Linked DNA regions of Mus musculus: region 1 is linked to region 2. A link is a contact called in public HiChIP or PLAC-seq data. All regions are on one chromosome and are shown on one strand. Each heading gives the region's core, a stretch centred on a gene start, on an enhancer-like site or on the middle of the called end of the contact. The rest is flanking DNA. Distances are from core to core; before and after follow the strand shown. Region 1 overlaps Cdc5l (cell division cycle 5-like (S. pombe)). Region 2 has its middle 140 kb from the start of Runx2os3.

What was found. HiChIP or PLAC-seq counts read pairs in DNA pulled down with a chosen protein or histone mark.
Region 1: an H3K27ac HiChIP or PLAC-seq map of SST interneurons shows a contact between it and region 2, with 12 times the contacts expected there. The contact joins two enhancer-like sites. A contact is called at or near these places in 2 of 484 Hi-C or Micro-C datasets (bone marrow-derived macrophages and nephron progenitors) and 4 of 115 datasets of contacts at active chromatin or transcription factors (SST interneurons, T-cell acute lymphoblastic leukemia, embryonic basal ganglia and 1 more).

The regions. Positions count from the first base shown.
Region 1 is chr17:45,387,895-45,394,559 of GRCm38.p6, reverse strand. It overlaps Cdc5l (cell division cycle 5-like (S. pombe)), which reads left to right. Exons shown (of 16, transcript NM_152810.2): 15 at 1,355-1,567; 16 at 2,256-2,673. The coding sequence ends at 2,360. Among named protein-coding and RNA genes, the nearest start is that of Cdc5l, 42 kb to the left of the region's middle. Within about 2 kb of position 4,374, at least 7 of the 459 cell types and tissues checked have an H3K27ac peak or open chromatin away from gene starts, as enhancers often do. A contact at or near this core is called in SST interneurons, where this site is marked.
Region 2 is chr17:44,414,180-44,421,189 of GRCm38.p6, reverse strand. No RefSeq gene overlaps it. Among named protein-coding and RNA genes, the nearest start is that of Runx2os3, 140 kb to the left of the region's middle. Within about 2 kb of position 1,364, at least 37 of the 459 cell types and tissues checked have an H3K27ac peak or open chromatin away from gene starts, as enhancers often do. A contact at or near this core is called in SST interneurons, where this site is marked.

The DNA.
Region 1 (6,665 bases), core at 3,125-5,624, 970 kb before region 2:
ATGATGGGGTTGTAATAGTGTAGCTGTGAGCAGGGTGTATGTCTCTGCCACTGCTTGTCTTCACTTAGGTAGACGCTGGGAAGAACCGAGTACTCAGGGATCCTTCACCTCATTTGAACTTCATGGTTAAAAAAAAAATCTTCTCATCAAGTCAAAGAGTATTAATATTCTTATGTTCTGATAACGTTGCGTTGTAGAACAGAGGTCCAGTGTATGTCATTTGATATGGTGGTTTACAGAAGGCACACTGCCCATCTAAAAGAAAGCACAGCTGTTCTCTGATCTTTCCCCCAAGAGGTCCTTTGTTGAAGTTGGAATTTAAAGATTTTCAAGTCTCAGTCCTTTACTGAGAGGAGTGAAATGGTTGGCCTCTTCATATCTATAACACAATCATTGTAATCAGCTCATAACTGTTCATTGCTTATTCTATGCCACATTCTGGGTGTTTGGGAGTGTTTGTATACATGATCTCCTTCCAGTTTCATGTTTGACTGTCAGTGATGACCATTTTATTACTGCTGGAGAAATGGAGGCACAGAGTTCGGAGAACAACAGCTCCATCAGAACAGCTGTGTAGTCCCACGGCTCTCACCAACTGTTTGCGCTGCCTGCCTGCCTGCCTGCCTGCCTGCCTGCCTGCCTGCCTGACCAGTAGTTGTTGGTTCTCTTGGCAGCTGTATTATGCTGGGAACTTACTGATTTACTACCCATGAGAGAAAAATAAGGAACAGTAGCATTATACTTGGGTTTAAGTCAATTGCAGAAGCATAAAACCTTAACCTGTATAAATGTTGAAAGAATGATGGGTTTGAAGGAGCTTTATCTAAAGTAACTTTAGCTCCATCCCATATTCCAAGACATGCACATGCAGTATTCTTCCCCACCCCTGGTAGCTTACTTGACTTTGACCTCCAGTAAAGCAAGCTGGCGGTGGTTGGGTACAATACCATTTTTCAAGTGGCCTGCTGTACTTGAGTGGAATATCGTTCGGTATAAGAGGGGGAACACGTGTGTGATACCGAAGTGAATTTTATTACGTAAAAGAAGATGACTAGGTGGCAGTCTAGAATGACCGATGAATGATCACAGAAACCATTTGCACAAGGTAGAGAGCAGTTTTCCCATGCTCTGAAACTCAAGCCTGCTTTGGGATTGAATTTTGGGCGAAGTTATGGAATAGTTGGGTATAAGGTAATTCCATGTTGAGGCCAATTTTGTGTTACATATGGGATCAGTGAAGGTGAGAGGAACCTGGTGTATTTTGCTTTAGGTACTTAGTTTAGCCCTGTTATATAATAATCTGTTTTTCTCATGTATATTCATGTGATTCTCCACTCCTTCCCCAATTCCCCAGATAAACAGGGGTCACATGACAACAGAAGCCAAGAGAGCTGCAAAGATGGAAAAGAAGATGAAGATTTTGCTTGGTGGTTACCAGTCTCGTGCTATGGGGCTCATGAAGCAGTTGAATGACTTATGGGACCAGATTGAGCAGGCTCACTTGGAGCTACGCACTTTTGAAGAACTCAAGAAACATGAAGACTCTGCTATTCCCCGTAGGCTAGAGGTAACAGCATGTGTTGCCTGATGGCTCAGAGGACTGTGAAGAGTCACCCAGTCCTTTCTTTCTCCTCCTCCTGGCAGTTATCTCTGAAGTCAGTATTGAAGTGGGTTTCTGACTTTCTGATCTAGACCTGGCTATGCTTAGATGGCTATCAAGCCAACGATTGCTGCTCTGAAGACTCTTCTCAGTGTCTTTTGTATTAAAGGATGGACTGTGTAAGAGAATATAAGTCAATTTTGTGGCTAGTTTCCTTGAAACTTAGTGGCTTGCCATTTATGTGGCTCTGGGAACCAGCATCTTTTAGTTTTGTGATTGAAGATGCTGCACATCACAGAACACCAGCTCCTTTGCTAAATTGGGTTTAGATTTATCTTCTTAGTGTGCACTCTAGCCCCTGCCCAGCCTCAGGGCAGTCAGGGCTTTTTGCAATGTGTTGTGGGTATTGATAAGATTGCAGAGGTTTGTTTATTGAGAGCAGCAGAGGCTTTACAGGGTGCTGATCACAGGACCAGAGCAAAGAATGGTTGTGGTATTAGTGTTTTAGCAAAGACATTGGTTGGTGGTTTCTCTGTAAAATGTATCGGTGTTCCTGAGAACTGTGAAAGCCTGAGAACTTACACAGCTCTTTGTAAGGTAGGCTGCCGTAAGTGGACTTAAGTTTGAAGTAACTGGAATATTTTTCTCTCTTCAGTGTCTAAAAGAAGATGTGCAGCGGCAACAGGAACGAGAGAAAGAGCTTCAGCAGAGATACGCGGATTTGCTGATGGAGAAAGAGACTTTACAGGCAAAGTTCTGAAGCACAGTGGATGCTCTGCCACAGGAGATCGAGTTGCTGGTTTCCTACTCAGCAAGGCTGAACTGAGCTTCCTCTTCATTGACAAGTTACCCAGCACCGTGGTTTCTCAGTTGTTTGTTTTGAATGATACTGATCTTTGCGTTCCGTGTTACAGACTTGGACTCCAGGATAATGAGGGTTTAAATTATCCAGATGCTCATTCTTTGCCAGTGTCATATTTACAAAATTTCGTAGTTTAGGCCTTTAATTTAAAAAGCCTGACTTTAAATACTGCCTGTGAGTAAACCCTTGAATAAAAAGAACATGTGAAAAATTGAGTGTAGCCTTTTGTTTGAAGTAATTAGATACTTAGGGTGCCCACAAACCTGCCACCGTGCTTGCTGCGTGCCACACTTAATGAGCACTCTGGAATGAGGTGATGCCTGACTCAGTGTAAGTCCTTAGGAGGCAGTCCTTGGTGCTCATTTCTCTACACTGGCAAGATGGATAGACTTGCTAACACCTAACATTATTCCCCCAGTATCTCCTTAGAGAAGTTTCTTCTGGCTACTGGCACGAAAACTTGTAGATTATAACTCAAAAGATTTGCTTTTTTTTTTTTTTACTTTTAATATTTTACATGAATTTTGAAAAATAGACATTTAAAGATTCATTTAATAAGGACATCAAACTTTGTGTAAAGCTTTGCATTTAGCTTAATATACTTGGATATGTTTGGAAATTGGAGGATGACCTATAGTAAGGTGACTTAGTAGCAGAGTGTGGTGGTCCAGGCTTGTGACCACAGCACTTGGGAAGCTGAGGCTTCAGCGACAGTGACAACAAAATGAACACAACAGTGTCGGCCAACAGTGGGTTGGACCTAGCAGAAATGTTTGCCTGACTATAGCCTACTAGGGACTAAAGGAAGGAGGAAGCATTCATTCATTCATTCATTCATTCATTCACCAGGTATTTGTCAAATGAGTATCCTGTGCCAGAAGCTTGGAGCTAGAACAATGGATAAAATAGGCTCTATTTCTGTTTTCTTGAGCATAACTCTCTTGAGGATGACAGATACCTTTTTGCTTTTTTGTGACAAGGCCTAGCTCTGAATTCCAGGCTGGTTTAGAACATACAGTCCTGAGTCTGGCTTGGAATGTGAAGTGATCCTCCCGCCTCACCTCCTGAGTGCTGGGATTACAGGTATGAGTTGCTGTATGACGTCTGGTGAAAATCCAAATATGTATCAAGTGTCGGAGATGCGTGATAGTTACAGCAGAGCTCTTGCTGTTGACATTCGTTAGGGCATACTAGACGTGCACAGGGAAAGAAGTGTCATGAATTTTAGATTCTATTAAAGAGGGCAACATCAGTGTGGCTAAAAAGATCACTCTGAAGAGGTGTAGCACCAGGTAGCACTTGGTTGCTATTTTAGAAAGCCAGGGCCTAGTCAGATCCAGGAAAGGCCATCCCACCAGGATGGATTGCCAGCCCCATGCTGCTACTGTATGTTTGGAGGAGCAAGCAGAGGACAGTGTGGCTTCGGTGTCAGGAGTGGCGTTAGCACAGGCCTGACCATATGGACCCACATGGGAGGGAATTGGGCTTTTATTTTAAATTGTGGAAGTCATGAGAATACTCTTAAGAAGAGGAGTGACAGGTCAGCCATGGGAGTAGGTTCATTGCTGTGGCCATACTGTGGAATGTCTTGCCTGGGTGGAGGACAGGAAGCCAGTTCCTCTAGGAGCCTTGATGCAGTAGTGGAAACTTGAGGGTCCTTTGGAAAGTCGGTTGGATAGTGTTTTGCTGGGGCAAACACATGAAGGAACGTTTCGTTAAAGTGGGCACAGGTGTGAAAGTCTAAGGCAGACTCAGGAAGGAACGTTTCGCTGTAGCAGACACAGGGGAGGATGCTTTGCTAAAGCAAGGACAGGTGATGAAGGACTCTTTGCTAAGGACACTGTGTATTGGCTCGGCTTATATTGCGTGGTTGAGCTGCATGTCTCAGGACTCCATAGAGAGCAACACTCCAAAAACCTTGTGGTGTGCTGCAGTTGGTTGCCGCTTCCAAGGACTAGGGCTGATTGCACTCACATGCTGAGGCAAGGCACATGAAGGATGTGATGTTTGGAGGGTATAAATAGGACTCCACGGAGTGATAGAGACAGAGCTTGGCTTGCTGGTACAGCTAGCTGTGCAATGATTGTGGGCCTCACGTCTTCCCTGATGAGAAATGCACAGCCAAGAACTCCTGGTATTTCTGTTGGTCCCTCCTGCTGACTTGAGCTGAGGCTGGGGCCTGGCTGTCTCTGCCAGGTTGTGTCACTTACTGTTGCTAACCCAACTCTACTGAACTGGACTGCTGGTGTATCTGTGAAGTGTTTGTGAGTGGAACGAGCTGCCGCTGCCTGCTAACCTGTGAACTGAACTGCCAATTTCCAGACAACACAGGAGTTGGCTCCAAAGAACCTTTCTAAACAGGTCCCATTTCCCTTGTATCCTTTCTTTTCCACTACCTCTGGTGGGTGATGGGTTACAAGGAAGGTTAAAGTGTTTAATAACCATCATTAAAAATAGGAATGGAAAAAATTAAAGTTACAAGCTGCCTGGGTGAGGACATGGATGCAGACCCATTGGGGCCTTAATGGTTAGCGCAGGAATGGACCATAAGTAAGCCTCTATTTTTCTGTTATCTAGTCATTTAGCTTTCCCATTTCTGGTAAGTTCTTATGGGCTTTTAAGGAAATATTTGATATCTTTGTATAGTGATGATTTTTAAATTTTGTTGCAGGTTGGTTCAGATGTCTAGAACTCTGTTAAATGATAACAGACAGTCTTGTTCTATTACTGTTTTTTTTTTTTTTAAAGATTTATTTATTTATTACATGTAAGTACACTGTAGCTGTCTTCAGACACACCAGAAGAGGGCGTCAGATTTCGTTACAGATGGTTGTGAGCCACCATGTGGTTGCTGGGATTTGAACTCTGGACCTTTGGAAGAACAGTCGGGTGCTCTTACCCACTGAGCCATCTCACCAGCCCTCTATTACTGTTTTTTAAGTTGGCTTTTTGACATAGACCTCTAGAAAGGTAGTCTTCATCGTTTCTGAGTTTTATAGGAGGTTGAGTTAGGAGTCTGTTGGAGTCTTTCCTAAGGCTGTTTGAAACCATCTCTCTTGGAACCAGTTACATTCATTTAAAACATTCATAGTTCATTTGTGTTTTATGTAGACTTTAAAGTATACGGGCTAAATAGTTGTTTAATAAAGACTCATTGTCATTACAATGTAGGCAGATGCACTCACAGCCTAAAAGAATCGCCAAGACTTGCAGCTTCAACACCAGCATGCAGAACCACTTTCGCTGGTCAGTAGGTCTGCCGTCATCCTTCCTCAGTATCCTGGCAAGATGGAGGCTTCTGACATCCAATGCAGGCATGTGTCAAGTGGTAGAGTTTCTTAGAAACCTGGTATCTGGGGCAGAAATTAAATGTGTGTGAGCCAGTGTACCAGCATGCATAAGAGTCTCTTCAAAGCATTAGGAGTCACAGTGGGTTAGTGCCTATCAAGGCAATCCACAATGTCCAGATGGCAGGCATGTGGCTTGGGACTACCTTCCTAGGATGCTTTTCTCCCAAGGTGCAGTTGCCCTGTTGGTGGTTTAGAGAATGCCTTTCTTCTGTTATTTGAGAGCTTTGCATCTGTACAAGAGCACACTAGGTCTTAGGCCTGTTTGACCACCGATAGCTTGTGGGCTTTTGGTAGCTGAGCTGAGTGTGAGCCAGCTGTGTAAAGCAGGGATCTGATTTGTCCCTGGAGCAGCAGAAAGACTGCCTGTGAGATCTAGTTCAGAGCCTTGTGTAGAAGTCCTTCTGTTATTCACACACACACACACTCACTCTCTCTCTCTCTCTCTCTCTCTCTCTGAAAAGTTCTTTGCTTCTGGAAATGTACACAGTTGCTAACAGAAATCTCTTCAGTCAGTGTTGCTCCTTGGAAGAGGTTTACTCGGCTCTGCGTCATGTGTCTGGTATCCGATGGGCCTGTTTTCTTCAGAAAACTTGTGTTTTGGTTTATTGTGGCTTTGTTTTAAAATGTTTCTCTCATTTAATGTTATTCCCCCCAACCCCCAACATTCAGAGTAAGGGATTCAGTTTGTTTGAATGAAATGCAGTGTTGAAGGCGTTGGTTTTCTCTGAATGGTGTGACTATTCCGGCCATTTGCGTGTGTGCCGTAGCCTTGTTTCATAAATACTATATCACAGTTTCAAAATGTGGTTCAACAATTAATACTATTTAAATAGTTCTATGTTGCTAGCTTTAA
Region 2 (7,010 bases), core at 115-2,614:
TTGAAGAACAGTGAACTTGATCTTTAACATGGATGGAGGAGGCCAGGTCATGATCTTGGGATATTTATCAACCATGCCACGTTGATCTTTCGACAAGACATTTATTAAGAAAAACAAAAATAAAAACAAACAAACAAAACAAAATAAAACAAAATACAAAACTTTTTTTTTCTGAATTTTGGTGGGCTCTGACCTGCAGTTTTCACTTCCAAAATAACTTGACTTTTCTAAAGTGGTAATTTCATTTTCATGATAATACTAAACTGAAGCCACATGATCTCTAATTGGAAGCAGGTCTTGGGCCGTTGCTTTGCCAAGAAACAGTAAGAAACATGCTTATTCTACTTCTTTGCTTGAGGCACTCAGCAGTTTTGAATGCCTGGGCAGAATACAGTTTTAAAATAAAGCCAATCTCTAAGAGATGGAGGAAGGGTTAGAAACGAGAGAAGGGACTTTTTTTTCCCCCAAAGGGAGGAAAATAATACTCTTTATTTTTTGTATGTTTTAACTGTCCAATCCATCTCTGTCAGCCTTTGGAATGGGTTTAATTGGGAATCATCACTGTGCCTTGGGGTTTGGGGTGTGAGTGTGGCTGATAATTCTGTTTTCAAGCTGGCATAACCCTCTGCTTCCACCAGGGACACCTTGGGATGACGTCATGAGGGAGATGGAGAAAAGCCCTTCAATATCTTTCCGGCTCCTCTTCAGTCAGTGAAATTCACTGTGTCCCTGGGAGCAACTTGTGCTAAGAAATCCTTCCTCAGAATTATTTTGGCTATTCTGTGATTTTTGTTTTTCCCTGATTCTAAGCCACCCACCAACCAAAAGCATACACAGGCTGTTCCGACGCCCCACTCTTCCCCCCTGCGCCCACCACATGGCATATATGCAGTAGACTGCCTGGCCACAGTGAGGGAAGATGAGCTTGGTCCTGTAGAGACTTGACAGCCCAGCGGTGGGGAATGGCGGCACTCTATCAGAGGGAGAAGGGGTGGGGAAATGGGATGGGAAAGCAGGGAGAGGCAACATTTGAGATGTAAATAAATAACATAATTAAAAGCAAAAAAGAAAAGACTCCTCAGCAACCACAGGGGCAGGGACACTGTTTTGAAATCTTTCCTGGAGGGAGGCAAGAACGTCCTTCAGGTTTAGAAAGCAGCAGAGGAAACTGTCCCCCAGGAAGGCCTCAGAAAATCCTGACACGAAGGAAATATTTTAATGACTTTTCAAATAAGAAACTAAACAAATCGCTCTCTGAAAGACTGCATTATATAACAGATGAAGCACACATCAGGACTTTCTGACGGGAGCCACAGCTGTTTGCTAAACGCAGCAAGCATTCAGTGATCACGAGATGCTACCCTAGACTCTGCCCCCAGCTTCCGGAGAAGCCACCATTTTAGACAAATTGGCTGGAGGGGACTTTGGGTTCTGTGGCTCTTAACATTCTTCTAAGTGCTGCCCTGAGATTTGCTGAATGTCAGCCTCAGGGGGCTGGATTCCTGGCCTGTTGGCAATATCCCTGCCCTGGCTGTCCCTTCCCTGGCACTCACGGCCTTTGCTGCCAGAGGGCGATGGTAGGAAGACCTGGACATGCTGCATGTGTCTATGTGCACATGCGTGCGTGCGTGTGTGTACACGTGCATGACACATGTGCATATTTGCATACACATGTGTATGCAGATACATGTACTCTTGTAGCAGTCAGAGGACATGCCATTCTTCAAGTTTCTTCTACCTTTTTGGAAACAAGGTCTCGCTCCAAGCCTGAAGTTCCAAAATAGACTTAGGCTGAGTGGCCACTGAATGAACCCCAGAGATCCTCCTGTATCTGTCTTCCCATATCTGTCTTGTTTTTTTTTTTCTTACATAGTCTTTGAGAACGAGCTTGGATCTTCCTGCCCATAAAGCAAGCATTGAGTCACATCCCCAAGCCTGGGAAAGCAGTAAGCAAAGGATACAGACTGGAACAATAAAAGGGGAAGCGTTGGACTAAGAGCGAATTCTAGATTTCAGCATTGACTGTCGCCTGTTTAAAAAACCCACAGCACCCCACGTTCCAAAGGGGTAGCTCAGAGGTCAGATTGAAGGAGAAAGTCTTCCGGGGCAATGGCTGGAAACACAGCCACAGACCTCTAGATAGATGTGAGTCAGCCACTTCCCCAAACACGACTTTCAAATAAATATCACATTATGTCTTCCCTGTACTTTTTGCTACATTTTCCTACCACGGTCGTCAGCGTTTTTAATTTAAACCCTACTGTGTTGCACACCCACTGAAGTTTCCACGGATGATGTGCAGGTGGTAAAGGTTCTTTGGGGACATCTGCTCTCTCCTGCTGTCCCCAGGGACCTCTGAGCTCTGCAGTCCTAAGAAGCTAGAACATCTGGTGCATGTCAGCATGTCTTCACAAATTCAGCCAGTCATCTGGGTGTTTTGTCTATGTGGTGCCAAACATCTGGGTTGACATTTAAAAAAAAAAAACAGGCTTACTAGATGTTTCAGCATTGTGTAGACAGGAATCCAATTTTTAATAGTTATTTCTCTACTCACCCAAGGTTCTCGGTCAGCCTTCAAATTCAGTGGAGGAGAAAGTTGACAAAGGCTGGTGTGTTTTTCCCCTGGTGGACTTTCTAATAAACCTATGTTCATATAATTATTGCAAACGGGACAATTTTCTTTACTTCCCTTTCGGGTATCTATGTGACATTAAATTATCAGTTCGATTGCTCTACTGTTTTGGAGACATCCACACCATTCCTAAATCAGTGGTTTGACTACTTTGCCTACTCTCTGAGAAATTAAATTGACCAAAATAATATGGTATGTTGATCTTAAATGTTCCAAATTCATCTTAAAAGAACTGGAATTTTAATGCTTTTAGCAAAAGTTTATGACATGGCTCTTTTTAAAAATGTGTCTGTGTACACACCAGCACGCACATGTGTTAGCAGGTGAGCATGGGCACATGTCTCATGTGTGCAGAAACCAGCAGATTGCATCAGGTCCCCCAAAGCTAGAGTTATGGGCAGTTGTGAGCACTCTTCCAAATGGGTGGGCACTCTCAATGGTGGAATCATCTCTCTAAGCCCCTAGCATCATTCTAGAAAATGATTTAGAGGCATTGGTTTGCTTCTGAGTCTTCACAGATCTTTTCAAGGAAGATTGGAAGGTCCTGGAGGTTAGGTATAAATTTTAAAAACATCAAATATCTAATTAATATTCTGTGGCAATACAGCAGGAGGAATTGATGGCTTTTCTTGATTTGCTTGTCTCACATTGTTTATCTCTCTCTAGTTGGTTCTAAGTTGTAAGCAAATAAAGATACGCCAGCTGACCCAGCTTCTTCAAATAGTAGGAAAAGCTGCTCACTTCTAAGTTTGCTTTATGTTTATATGTGGAGGGGTGTGTTCATGCTCCTATGATTACACACACATGTACAGGTCTGCATCCACCATCGTGCTTGTTGATGTGGAAGCCAAAGAACAACGTCGAATGTCTTTCTTTGGGAAAACTGTCCATCTAACTTTTGAGACAGGGACTAGTATTACCCTAGAGCTAGACATCAGGATAGGCTGGCTGCCCAATGATACCATATCCAGGAGGGGTCCAGATGTTTCCAGATTTTGAGCATTGGGATTATAACTATGTGCTGACATGCTCAGCTTTTTAATATTTGTTCTAAGGCTTGAACTCAGGCCATCATGTTTTTGAGTCTACTAAATATACTGCTGACTAAGCCACTCACCTCCCCAACACTTTTTATTTTGAAAGATTATCATATAGCTCAGGTTGTCCTTGAACTTACTACATAGCTGAGAGTGACCCTAAACTTTGGATCTTTTTGCCTAAACTTTCAAGTGCTGGGGTTAAAGGTGTGTCACTGTAAGTGTTTTTACTTGGTGGTAGGCATCACATCTGGGGCTAGCACTCTACCAATGAAGCTATGTTCTTAACCCCTAATTATGGGATTTGTCTCTCTCTCTGTCTCTCTTTCTCTGTCTTTCTCTGTATCTCTGTCTCTCTCTGTGCATGCGCACACATGAGAAACATGACAGACGAATAGAGGTCAGAAGACAACTTTCTGAAGTTGTTTCTCTCCTTTCCATGTGTGAATTCTAAGGACCAAACTCAGGTCCCAGGCTTAGTGGCAAGTGCTTTAACCATCTCCCCTCAACTATCTCTAATTGTTCCCATTTTTAAAAAGGATCACTGTCTTACTTGGATTTCTATTACTGTGAAGAGATACCATGACTGAGGCAATTACGGGAGAAAGCATTTGACTGGGAGCTTACAGTTTCAGACAATTAGTCCATGAATATCATGGCTAGAAAACGTGGCAGCAGGCAGGCAGGCAAGGCACTGGAGAGGTCACTAAGAGCTTATATCTTATCAAAAAAAATCAAGAGAGAGGCAGAAAGAAAAATTGACTGGTTGTGCCATAGGTTTTGAAATCTCAAAGCCCACCCCAAGGGTATACCTTCTTGTTGTTTCTTGACAGGTTTGGGATCATAACAATGAGAAAAGCAATAAACAGTCCCCTAAACAACTTCTTTGAAACATAGTCTGGCAATTGGCAAGTGTTAAACACACACACACACACACACACACACACACACACACACACACTGTGACCCCACAGTCCCACTGTTGGGAGGGGCTGAAATGGGGCTCACAGGTTGAGGATCTGATCTCAGGTCCATTTCTGTCTCAGACTGGACTCAGTCAGCTCTTCAACCTGCAGGAGAATCAGGGTCCCGGTATTCAGGTGCACAAGGAGTTGGTGGAAAAATGACAAACAGACACTGACACAGAGAGAGTGCTATATCTGAATGTAATTTCTCAAAATGAGCATCAGACTTATATTACAGATGAAAATAAGGAAGTTAAGTGATACATTAAGGTTATCCAAGGTACATTGAGGTTACCCGATGCAAAATGACTCTTTACACAAAACAGAAATGCATACACAAAAGCTGACAGGAACCAGGCAGTGTTTATAACTGGGATAAAAATCAGTGTTTACAACTGGGATCAAAAGCAGCCCTACCTAAGGTCAGCCTAATCTTAGAAGCCAGGGGCAAGGGCTTTATGCCCTTGCCATAGTTAATCTACCTTTTCCCTAGGCCACTGTAAATTCCTGTATATGGGAGTGACTCAGCTGTTATTCTAAGTATTTACTCTAGTTCCTTTCATGACCACAACCCACCTTCTTCATAGGCCATTGTAAACTCCTGTTTATGGGAGTGACTTAGGTGTTATTTTATGTATCTGTAGGGAACTTCCATTTATCAGAGGAACACACCAACTTTATTCTAATATGTAGTGTAGTCTGCCATACATGACTGTAATGAGAATTCTAAGTTTACTTTGTTGAACTAGCCCTGAGATTTCTAGCTCTTTTCCAGTAAATTGTAAAACAATATTGAAGGAAAGTACACAGATCTGCTCACCGACTGATATAGGGACTAGTTTGGAGCATTCATGCTACGGGATGCCAAAGCTCCAGGAGACTAAGTTTCCATGAAACTTTTTGCCTCGGGACTGTGTCCAAGCATTTGGGCTTGCCACACAGACTTCACTGGAGTGAGTGTGACACATTCCCAGTTCCCATGTCCAGCAAGCAGCTTACAACCTTCGGAAACTCCAGATTCAGGGGATCTGATGCCCTCTTTTGGTCTCTGTAGGAACCTAAAGCATAGATATGTATGTGTGTGTGTCTGCACAGATGGAGGAGAAGGAGGAGGAGGAGAAGAAGGAGAAGAAGAAGGAGAAGAAGAAGAGGAAGAGGAAGAAGGAAGAGGAGGAGAAGGAGAAGGAGAGGAAAAGGGAGAGGAGGAGGAAGAGGAAGAGGAAGGGGAAGAAGAAAGGGAAGGGGAAGAGGAAGGAGGAGGAGAAGGAAGAGAGGGAGAGGAAGGAGGAGGAGGAGGAGGAGGAGAAGGAGGAGGAGGAGGAGAAGGAGAAGGAGAAGGAGAAGGAGAAGGAGAAGGAGAAGGAGAAAGAAGAAGAAGAAGAAGAAGAAGAAGAAGAAGAAGAAGAAGAAGAAGAAGAAGAAGAGGTGGGAGGGGAAGGGGAAGGAGGAGGAGAAGGAGGAGAGGGAGGAGAGGGAGAGGGAGAGGAAGGAGGAGGAGGAAAAGAAGAAGAGAAGGAGGAGAGGGAGAGGAAGGAGGAGGAGGAGGAGGAGGAGGAGGAGAAGGAGAAGAAGAAGAAGAAGAAGAAGAAGAAGAAGAAGAAGAAGAAGAAGAAGAAGAAGAAGAAGAAGAAGAAGAAGAAGAAGATGATTAAGCTGTTAGTTTAGTTTTGTTAACTCAACACAAACTAGAGTCACTTGAGAAGAGGAAACCTCAAAGAATTGCCTTCCTCATGGCCTATGTGCCCATGGGAAATTTCTTGACTAATGATCAATGTAGGAGTGCCCAGACCACTGTAGACAGCACTACCCCTGGGGAGATGGTCCTATGTTGTTATAAAAAAAAAGTAGTTTGGGCAAGTCTTAGGTAAAAAGCTAACAAGCAGCATTCTATGGTCTCTGCTTCAGTTCCTGCCCCCAGGTTTTGGCCTTCAGCTTCTGTCCTGGCTTCCACTGATGATGGACTATAATCTTAAGCCAAATAAACCCTTTTCTCTTCAAGTTGCTTTTGGTCATGGTGTTCATCATAGCAACAGATAGAAAATTAGAAGACAAATTAACAATAGTTAGATAACATCTCTAGAAATAGGTTAAATGTCAAGGGGAATGGGAATGATGTATAGGAGGGGCTGGAGACATGGATCTGTGGTTAAGAGGATTCATTGCCCTTACAGAGAACCCAGGTTCAATTCCCAGCATCCAGCTGCTGCCTGTCATTCAAGCTCCAAGCCATCCAATATCTCTCACCCTCTCAGGAACATATTCACACGAACACTCACACTTAAAGTCACACACACACACACACACACACACACACACACACACACACACACACACACACACTTTAAAAGTAAATCTTAAAAGAACAAGCAACTTGAG